Linked DNA regions of Mus musculus: all the other regions are linked to region 3. Evidence: chromatin contacts called from public HiChIP or PLAC-seq and promoter capture Hi-C data. All regions are on one chromosome and are shown on one strand. Each heading gives the region's core, a stretch centred on a gene start, on an enhancer-like site or on the middle of the called end of the contact. The rest is flanking DNA. Distances are from core to core; before and after follow the strand shown.

Evidence for each region. Promoter capture Hi-C pulls out the DNA fragments that hold promoters and counts their contacts. HiChIP or PLAC-seq counts read pairs in DNA pulled down with a chosen protein or histone mark.
Region 1: a contact with region 3 is called in an H3K4me3 HiChIP or PLAC-seq map of bone marrow-derived macrophages, with 4 times the contacts expected there. The contact joins the enhancer-like site here to the promoter of Lrrc63 in region 3. A contact is called at or near these places in 2 of 39 promoter capture datasets (liver and pre-B cells), 1 of 115 datasets of contacts at active chromatin or transcription factors (bone marrow-derived macrophages) and 2 of 9 other capture datasets (adipose tissue and liver).
Region 2: a contact with region 3 is called in a promoter capture Hi-C map of embryonic stem cells, with 3 times the contacts expected there. The contact joins the promoter of Erich6b here to the promoter of Lrrc63 in region 3. A contact is called at or near these places in 10 of 39 promoter capture datasets (the 3T3-L1 cell line, cranial neural crest, embryonic stem cells and 3 more) and 1 of 9 other capture datasets (embryonic stem cells).

The regions. Positions count from the first base shown.
Region 1 is chr14:74,772,919-74,775,833 of GRCm38.p6, reverse strand. Lrch1 (leucine-rich repeats and calponin homology (CH) domain containing 1) reads left to right here. Exons shown (of 19, transcript NM_001252132.1): 18 at 176-253. Among named protein-coding and RNA genes, the nearest start is that of Esd, 42 kb to the right of the region's middle. Within about 2 kb of position 1,398, at least 21 of the 459 cell types and tissues checked have an H3K27ac peak or open chromatin away from gene starts, as enhancers often do. A contact at or near this core is called in bone marrow-derived macrophages, where this site is marked.
Region 2 is chr14:75,640,597-75,643,507 of GRCm38.p6, reverse strand. It overlaps Erich6b (glutamate rich 6B), which reads right to left and starts at 1,286. Exons shown (of 13, transcript NM_001369022.1): 1 at 1,220-1,286. It overlaps Gm36219 (a long non-coding RNA gene), which reads left to right. Exons shown (of 6, transcript XR_383598.2): 2 at 22-164; 3 at 927-1,038; 4 at 1,174-1,664; 5 at 1,889-2,118.
Region 3 is chr14:75,129,579-75,132,278 of GRCm38.p6, reverse strand. It overlaps Lrrc63 (leucine rich repeat containing 63), which reads left to right and starts at 1,396. Exons shown (of 10, transcript NM_027581.1): 1 at 1,396-1,508; 2 at 2,645-2,700. The coding sequence starts at 2,691. It also overlaps a transcript of Lcp1 not described here.

The sequences.
Region 1 (2,915 bases), core at 149-2,648, 360 kb after region 3:
CAACATTACATGCTTGTGTGTATTTAAAGTTATCTAGCTAATATGCATATGTAAATACCTGTGCATGCACACACCTCAAGAATATTAAGAATATTAAGTTTTTGCCTCTAGATGGCTGTTTCTAGATAGCTTTTTATCTTAATAATATGTTGCTTCTGTATGTTTCCCTTTTTAGCCTAAACTCAGCATGGCCAAGTGCAGGAGGAACGTGGAAAACTTCTTGGAAGCGTGCAGGAAACTTGGCGTTCCCGAGGTAACACCAGACTTAGTTCAAATGGCCACGTTTTGATAAAAAACGTCAGCCTAGCTGTTTGAACCATGAATAGACATCTTTTTGTTTGTTTGTTTGTTTTGCATCTTTTTTTTTTCAGTTTCAAGAGATACCTTCAAATAAATAACCTACATTTTTTTTTTTAAACTGAAGTTGCTCTATTGCAGTTTAACTAAAATGGTCTTACATATCTTTTCAATTCTAAGAAAAAGGTGGAAAATCATTTAGTGTTAGAAAATGTGAAATTCCAAATTGGAAAGAAAAAGCTCTAATATTGGTGAATTACAGAGTAGCTAAGAGAAGCAGGCCTTCCTTAGCCCTGGCTGCTTTGCAAAGTCCATTAATTGCTGGATTTCATTCCCAGTATTTTAAGATATGAATCAAACTAATGTTCATTAAAAATCCAGTGATTGTTATCATCGGTGATGAAGATGCATAGGCCTGTGTAGGGTGCTAACTACTGACATTTTCGTTTTATCCTGTAGTCTACTCTCAGCCCGTTTGGCAGTCCTCTGTAGCCTGCCTAATGATACAGTTTACCTTTTCCCTGTCCCCGGCTCAGTCCCACTGGCCTCCTTGAATGGGTACTTGGAGCGTTCAGAGACTTCCCTATTTAATTTAAGATAAAACGACTCCAGGATTTAGGCAGCAGCGGCACCAATTAACATGATCTTTGTCACAATGGTGAACAGAAATGAGAAGTTACTTTTCTTATGGCTTCTTTGTTTCCTTAATGATAAAGATAAAGTAACTTAAAAAGCAAACAGTTAAACAAACAAATAAAAAGCCAAAACAAACAAACAAACAAACCTCTTCTGAGAGACTCTGAGCTCATGAATCACATTTCAAAGTATACTACACAGGCTATTAAAGTCCACCCAGCAGCCCTTTCTTCCTACCCATCCCCTATTTTTCTTTTTTTTTTCCCCCTCCTTCTTATTTTAGCTTAGGGGACGGTTAGGATTCCAGTGTTATTTGAGAAAAGGGAGACTATATTTAAAGTGTTCTTACATCAAGCTGTGTCGATGAAGAGAAATTTACCAATTCTGTTTTTGAAAAACAAAACCTAATCTTTATATACTGGCCACAATGTCTCGGCGACCACTTCTGCTTTCAACTGTGTTCATCTGTGCGTCTGTCTTGCGTGTGTGTGTTTGAATATTGCACAAACATCTTGGCTTCAGATATTTGTGAACACACAGCTTTTCTGATAATTTGATTCTACCGTGGGCTCGTGGGGGCTCCCACTGTGAATCAGAAACCCTTCAAGCCAATTTCATGTGGTAAATTACTTGTGTCTGCACTGGAAAGCCCTCATGAATTATGAAGGAGCGTCCTTGTCACTGTCATGACTGGCTTACTCTGGGAAAAAATGGAATGCGAGTGCCCTTACTCACTTCCTGTGAGAAAAAGAAGGAAGGAAGGGAAATTAGATTACCATAAAAAGAGCAAAAAATCAGAATTTCTGAGTTATGCCCCTTCTGTGGTGCTTCTAACAGTGTAGGTAACTTATAATTCTCAAGAAGGGTAAAAGCAAGTGAGTAACACAGAATCCCATGTCCCAGTTAGCTATATACTTAGTTATTTTTAATTCAGTGAGTGGTTTTCAGCAAGGAAGGCATCATGCATGAGTGGAAAACCAGAACTCCCCGATTGGAAGGTAGTCCACAAGTCTTCCTGCTCGACTCACAACAGAACATTTTCATCTCACAAATATATGAGGCATTGTTTCCCTCCAGGGGATGACATGAAGCCCATCTCTTCTCTAAGATTGCATTCGTTCTGTTCCTTGGGAGAATCACGGTTTGGAACTATAGCCTAAAGTCAGCGTAAACCGTTTTAAGTTTATCAGGTACTCAGGGACATGTGCAGGAGCTGAGCAGATTCAGCTAAACCATTGCATGCAAAGTCCATCGACGGGCTGGGAACAGTTTTTGAAGTTGTTCTTACTATAATAGCTTCAGAAGTCTCCACCAGTACAGTCCTTGATATTTGCCCCGAAGTTGGGCAGTGTTTGTGAAACCTTTATGGATGGTTAAACAGTTGATCCTCAGAACCAAGTTGTAGGCTGTTGATTATCTAGGACATATGTCTGTGTGGGGTATGGGAAGGCAGCCTTTCAACTCACTAGGTGGATAGCAGAGGGTGTGGCACGTTAAGCCCATCCCTGACAGTAGCCTGGGAAGAGTAGCTCTGGACTGGCTCTCATGCACACATGGCTTCTTTGGTAGACTCGATTCCAAACTGTAGACAATATCAGGTAACAAAGCAGTACCCTGTGTGGGGCTAAGGCTACAGGTCGTATTTGCAGCTATCTTTGGTATCCGTGCAAGCATCACTTTAGTCTTGAGGACAATGCCTTATGGGCTCCTAGATCTTTCACAGTAGAGTCTTTGTATCACCCAAGCATCCGAATCTGGTGACGTCTTAGGCCCACGAAGCCATGTATACCTCTGAGCTTCCTTTGTTGTTTCTGAGTCAGCTTGGTCCTCCTGCCTTCTGGTTTGCATGTACCAGGCTCCCTGTTAGCTATCATCCCACATTTTGGCTACTTTAGGAATATTACTGGTAGTCTCTCAGGCTGAGAGGAGTCTTTGATCGATGAAGAATCAACCACCTATGTCATACAGTAGATATTGCTGTG
Region 2 (2,911 bases), core at 37-2,536, 510 kb before region 3:
GCACATCTGCCTCACTCACAGGATGCAATTCCACCTCAATGCCTGGCTTACTGTGAGCTCTCAACAGAAGTTTGTACACTGAATTAATGAGCTGCAGAAGAGAGGCATACAGGAGACTGACTGCAAATGGTTTGGATGTTTCATCCACCTAACCTTCCAATGGGGTGAGTGATGGGCTCAGACAGTGAAGCCAGGAGTGGATGAAGACATCGTTGAGTGAACCCTGGGACCCCTGGGCTTCCCTGGGATTCTGGAAGCAGGTGTTTAGAAAACCTGCAGGAAACAAGGGGGCAGATCTCACTTCCGTCATGGGGAGTCCTACAGTGTTCTGCGAATCTGGAACACTGCTGTCTGGAACTGTTTATAAGTCCTGTTATTTAGCTCTCTGGCAGGGCCCTTGCTGGAAGGCAGCTGCTTTTCCTCTTGAGGGGGACTACTGATGGCTGCTTCTGTTTTGCTGGTCTGAATCCACCTTCAAACATGCCAGGGACAAACTCTAGATTCCCAAAGCTTCACTAAACCCTCATGCACCAATTGCTGTAGCCTTTACAAACAGACACCCAGTGCCCTGCTGAGAATATTGTCTAGGGCTTATTTACTTATTTGCTTTCTTTTAACAAATAGGATTTCAAATATATTGGAATTTGGCCGTTGAAAGGGGGTGACTTTGAGCTTGCAGTCATCGGTACAGAACACTTGTGAAAAGCCAACCTTTGGCTTTGGCTCTGCTCCCTCTTGACCCCCCCCCCCCAGGCTAGGTAGGGGGGTGCTGTTTCTCTCAAACCTCCCAAAAGTGAGAGGCAGGGGTGGGTGAGTGGGTGGGTGGGTGGTGGTGGTGGTGGTGGTAGAAAAAACCTGAGTGACCTGCTTTGAGTCCCAGGGGTAGGCCTGGGCAAGACAAGTTTTAATTTGAGGATTCTTTTCAGTGCCTGGATTCTCTGGAGGAGACGAACCCACCCCTTTATTTGTACTGGACCAGTAGAACACCACTCTTCACAGGGGGAGGATGGTGTCAAGGCAGGAAACAGAAAGATCAAGGTAGTGCAGGAGTAGAAAAAACAAAACAGACAAAATAACAAGCAACAAAGGGGTCTGGGTACTTGGCATATCCCGTTGCTATCCTTGGACTCTGCCACCCTGGACTCTCTCTCTCCATTGCTTCTTCCTTTCCAGGGCCCAAAGGCTGGAGGAGCCCAGGCCTGGCCTTCAGAGCTCTTACCCAATCTTGGATCCTGGCCGCGAGTCAACTGCACCCTTCCAATCTCGAGTTTAAGTCGCTCTCTGTTACCATGGGAACGGAACACGCATCTCTACCACTTCTCTGTTGTTTCGGGCATTCTATACCTTGGACCCTTAGCTTCCAGTTCCCAGCCAAAGGAGGAGAGGGGAGAGGGAGAGGGAGGGAAGGGAGTCTGGCTTCTAAGGTGAAAAGATGGTAGGAGTGCCTCCCAGGGCATCCCGTGTGGACTCACCTGCGCTGGAACCCAGGACCAACATCTCTAAGCCCCTGGGTGTCACCATCAGCTCATCGGCTCCGTTGAGTGCTATCCATGAGACAGAGAGTTGCCTTTGGGAACATGCATGGGCCTGATCTGGAGTCAGGGGACAGAACCCCGGTGAAATGTACTGATCGTGACTCTAGATGGACTCGCTGGTGTTGCAGGGTGGGTTGGGATGGACGGAGAGGAGGTCAGACCAGCCGATTTGAATACAGGGGTGGGCATTTCTGGTACTTGTACAGAAGTTTCATCAGAAAGAGAGCTGGGCATTTGAAATGTGATGCTTTGTTGTGATTTCCCATTCTTAATAAGCAATTGTGTTTGCATCTAAGTTTGTAATTCCAATTCTTTCTTTTCTGAGTGAGTCTGACAAGCTGTATAAACTGCAGGTTTCTGTGACGCCTAAGCAGTCACTAGGACTGTGTGTTCCTGGCTAATAGTGCCTCCTGGTGGCCTGGGCTAGACTCCTGGGAAGAGCTGAGAACAACAACAACACAAAAGAAACTGCTGGGAAAGTAAGGGGCACAGACCCACCGGGAAACCAGTAAACAGAGAACAGTCGGTGGCCGTTTCTGCCCCTCTCCGAGGCAATGAGGAGACCCAGGCGAGGCTCATAAAGGTATTGCTGGGCAGGAGAGTGGAGAACTGATCTGGCTGCTTTGGGTATGCTTTGGGTATCAAGCAGACTCAAGGGCAGTGCCAAGGGCTGGCCTGTGAGAATGGGTATAGCTGCCCCTCCCTGCCCGCACCATCATCTCCAATGCCCTTACATGAATCTAAGTAAAAAAGTGTGCTGTATTGTGTACACACAGCTTCAAGGAAAGTTTCCAAGTCTGTCATTTCAAGCAGTGCCCTTAGCTTCAGAGTCCATGTCAGGGTTCCCTTCCTGTCAGCCTGGTGTCTGGAATCTAGGCCATTGTTACTGTACAGTCTTCCACAAGATGGCGCCCACTGGTTTTATGTAGATGGGGTCATTCCTTTGGGGAGATTAAAAAAAAAAGATTTATTTATGTATATGAGTGCTCTATCTGCATGCCAGAAGAGGGCATCAGATCCCAGATTAGATGCTTGTGAGCCACCATGCGGTTGCTAGGAACTGAACTCAGGACCTCTGTGAGAGCATCCAGTGCTTTAATTGCTGAGCCATCATCTCTCCAGCCCCTGTGGGGATTTTCTTAAACACCTACTACATGCCTATATCATATTAGGAGGTGTTGGGAACATAGATGGAGTGAGACAGAAACATTACAGGTTTTAAGTTATTTAGTGACTAGCCTCCAAATACCACTGAATCGGTCATGGATCTGGGTGGGAATTTATCTGTCTCTTTCCTTTGGTAGTAATTATCAGCCCTACCTCTGGACCATCTTGCCCCAGGGAAGAAATGCAACCACAATGCTCACTCTTGGCAA
Region 3 (2,700 bases), core at 147-2,646:
TAATTAACAAATGCACTTGCCTTGATTTTTGACTATGCAAAGCTAAGCATACATTTGAAACACATCTGTCATTGAAACTGAATTCCAGTAGGTCTCAGCTTTTAAGAATAGACTGCCCACACCTTTATCCTTAAGAATAGAAACATTTCTGCTGTTTACAAAATAATGAACAATATACATTACTTGAGACAAACGTGGCCACCAGATTTGCCTTTCTGTCTGCTTCCTGTCTTTCAGGGAAACCAAGCAATGTAAAACAAACACAGACGAAAGTGAAATAAAATCCCTGGTTTGGAAAGGGTACCTAGTAAACAACAAAGTAATCTACATAACAAAACCACCAACCAACACACCACAGGACAACAGTTGTACAGCATTACCCAGATTCATCTTTAATTATTTTCCCATTGGTTCAAAATATATGCTTGCTCTTAGGAGAAAAAGGAAGACTTGGTTAGTAAACGAATCTAGAAGTCTCTGATTTCCCAAGGTGCTATTGAAATTCCCACACCCTTATTTAAGAAGAGAAACACTTAAGGGAGGTGACTGGAAGGAAGTGCCCCTTACTTGAATTCTCAGTTGGATTTTCCCGTCTCTGTAATAGGTTCTTTCCAGTTTTCGTTCTCAAATCTCCAGAGAAGCAAGCACATACAGGCAAACAAGCGCGGTATATCTACCACTGAACATGGAGACAGCACCAACACCGGTAATCACAGCCAACCACCGTGACAGTGAGACCTGGGTGTCCTTTTAAAGAGCTTTGGAACCACTCACTGCCTTACAGCTCTCGGTTCCCACACAGTTCCACTTCCACCAAGAACTTTAAAAACAGAAAGACAAACCAGGTTGCACCCAAGAGACAAGAAGGAAAACAGAACGTGCGATTTGGAGACAAGGGTTTTACTGCAAAATGAGTAACGGTGGCCAGCTGCCCAAAAGTGTAGCCGTATTAGAAAATGCCAACCCAGTCTCCAGACACCGGTGTCAAGTCATGGAGAAAAGTAAGTAAATAATAGTGGCCACTGTTTTAAGAGTAAGAATAGTAATAACGATTGTCACCACAGCCTTCCGTACAGCTACACGTGGAGCCACTCCTCCCGGCTCCACCACTTCAGCCTCCGGGCATCCTGCGCTGCCCGCAGCAGAATTAGGGGCCACTGGCCTAAGGTGGCGAAATCAGTGGGTGGATCGAGTGGGCGGGGCAGATGGGCGGGGCTCAATGCCCCGCCCCTAGTTCCCGACGTGCCCAACCCTCGTGCGCCTGCGCTTCTTACCGGGCTAGCTGGGGGGGGGGGGTGTGCGGGTGCGGGGGGGTGGGGAAGTGTTGGGGGGCGGGGACTAGTTGGTGGTCCTTACTATGAGCGTAATTCGGCTGTAGCAGGGCTTGGGGATGCTGCTAAAGGAGCTGCGTCCAGCACAAACATGGAATTAGACCTAACTGGAGACCTCGCTAGACAGTCACTGGCAGCCAGGACTCAGGGATAAAGGAGATGGACGTGGGAAATCTGGTCTGTGTGCTTGAAGGCAGGGTCCGTAGGAGCTGGACACTTGGGGACTGGGGGGTGGTGATGGGGTCTCCCCACCAACTAGAAAAGGAAACTTGTGGCGGGCGGGCACGCGCTACCAGCCGACAAATCAGGAGCGAGCGCTGGCCTGCAGTTACCTTTCGCGGGTAAACCGCTCTTCTGCACCGCACCAGGGTTCCCTGCCTGCCGGGCATTCCGCGGAGCTGCACTGTGCCAGGCACTTTTGAGGTTGCCCTGAAAACAAAGACTTATTTTGGGCGGTGGGGCGTGGGGGGGGGGGCGGAGGACAGCTGGTGTCCTTATTTCCCTATTCTCTGGGATTCCCCGCCATCCTGGAACATCTCATTGTATTAAAAAGCCTGTCTTATTTTGGAGTTGCATAATTATGGACAAATTAAGTCAGCTGAGAGTTAAAACAAGCCATCGCCATACAAGAAAACCGTTTGTGTATGGTTAGATACTGTGGGATTTCAGAGGCCTTTACCTTCTTTTTTTTTTTTTTTTCCAAAATCCCTTCTAAGTCTATACTGATAATATTTGGGAGGTAGTGAATGAAATGCCAATGCCTATATTGCAGGGAGAGAGGTCACCATTTACTGACTGAAAATAGCGTTGGCTGGTTGAATTTCATACTCACACGGGAAATGTTAGCAAGGTCTAGATTAATAATAGAATATGTTTTATCTATATTAATTATTAATCTAAATTTTTAAAAGAAACCACCCTTCCCCGTGTAGCCCAGGCTGACCCTCCTGTCTCAGGCTTTCAAGTGTTGGGCTTACAAATGTATTTCCCAACTTCTAATTTTAAGCAAATTGGAAAGCAGGGGGATTTGGCTCAGTGATATGGCCTTGCATGAGACCAGAGTTTCAATATCCAGTACAGAAAGAAAACGTTAAACTTTTTGAATGCCTCTCTGTCTTTCTTAAGCTCCATGCTTAAGCCTGTATTAAAAATATGCCATTTTAAAAGTACTTCAAAAATAAATTTTAAATGATTTTTTTTACTCTTTCCCCCCCCCCCCTCCTTACAATGCTAGCCTGCTTAAACTCAGTATCATAGCAACTCAGAATGGTTTCCGTAAGGATATTTTCTAAGTGATAACCACTTCTTTTCAGTAACGATTCGTTCTCAGGAAGTTCAGTTCTCACTTAACCAGCAGCTATGAAAAAGA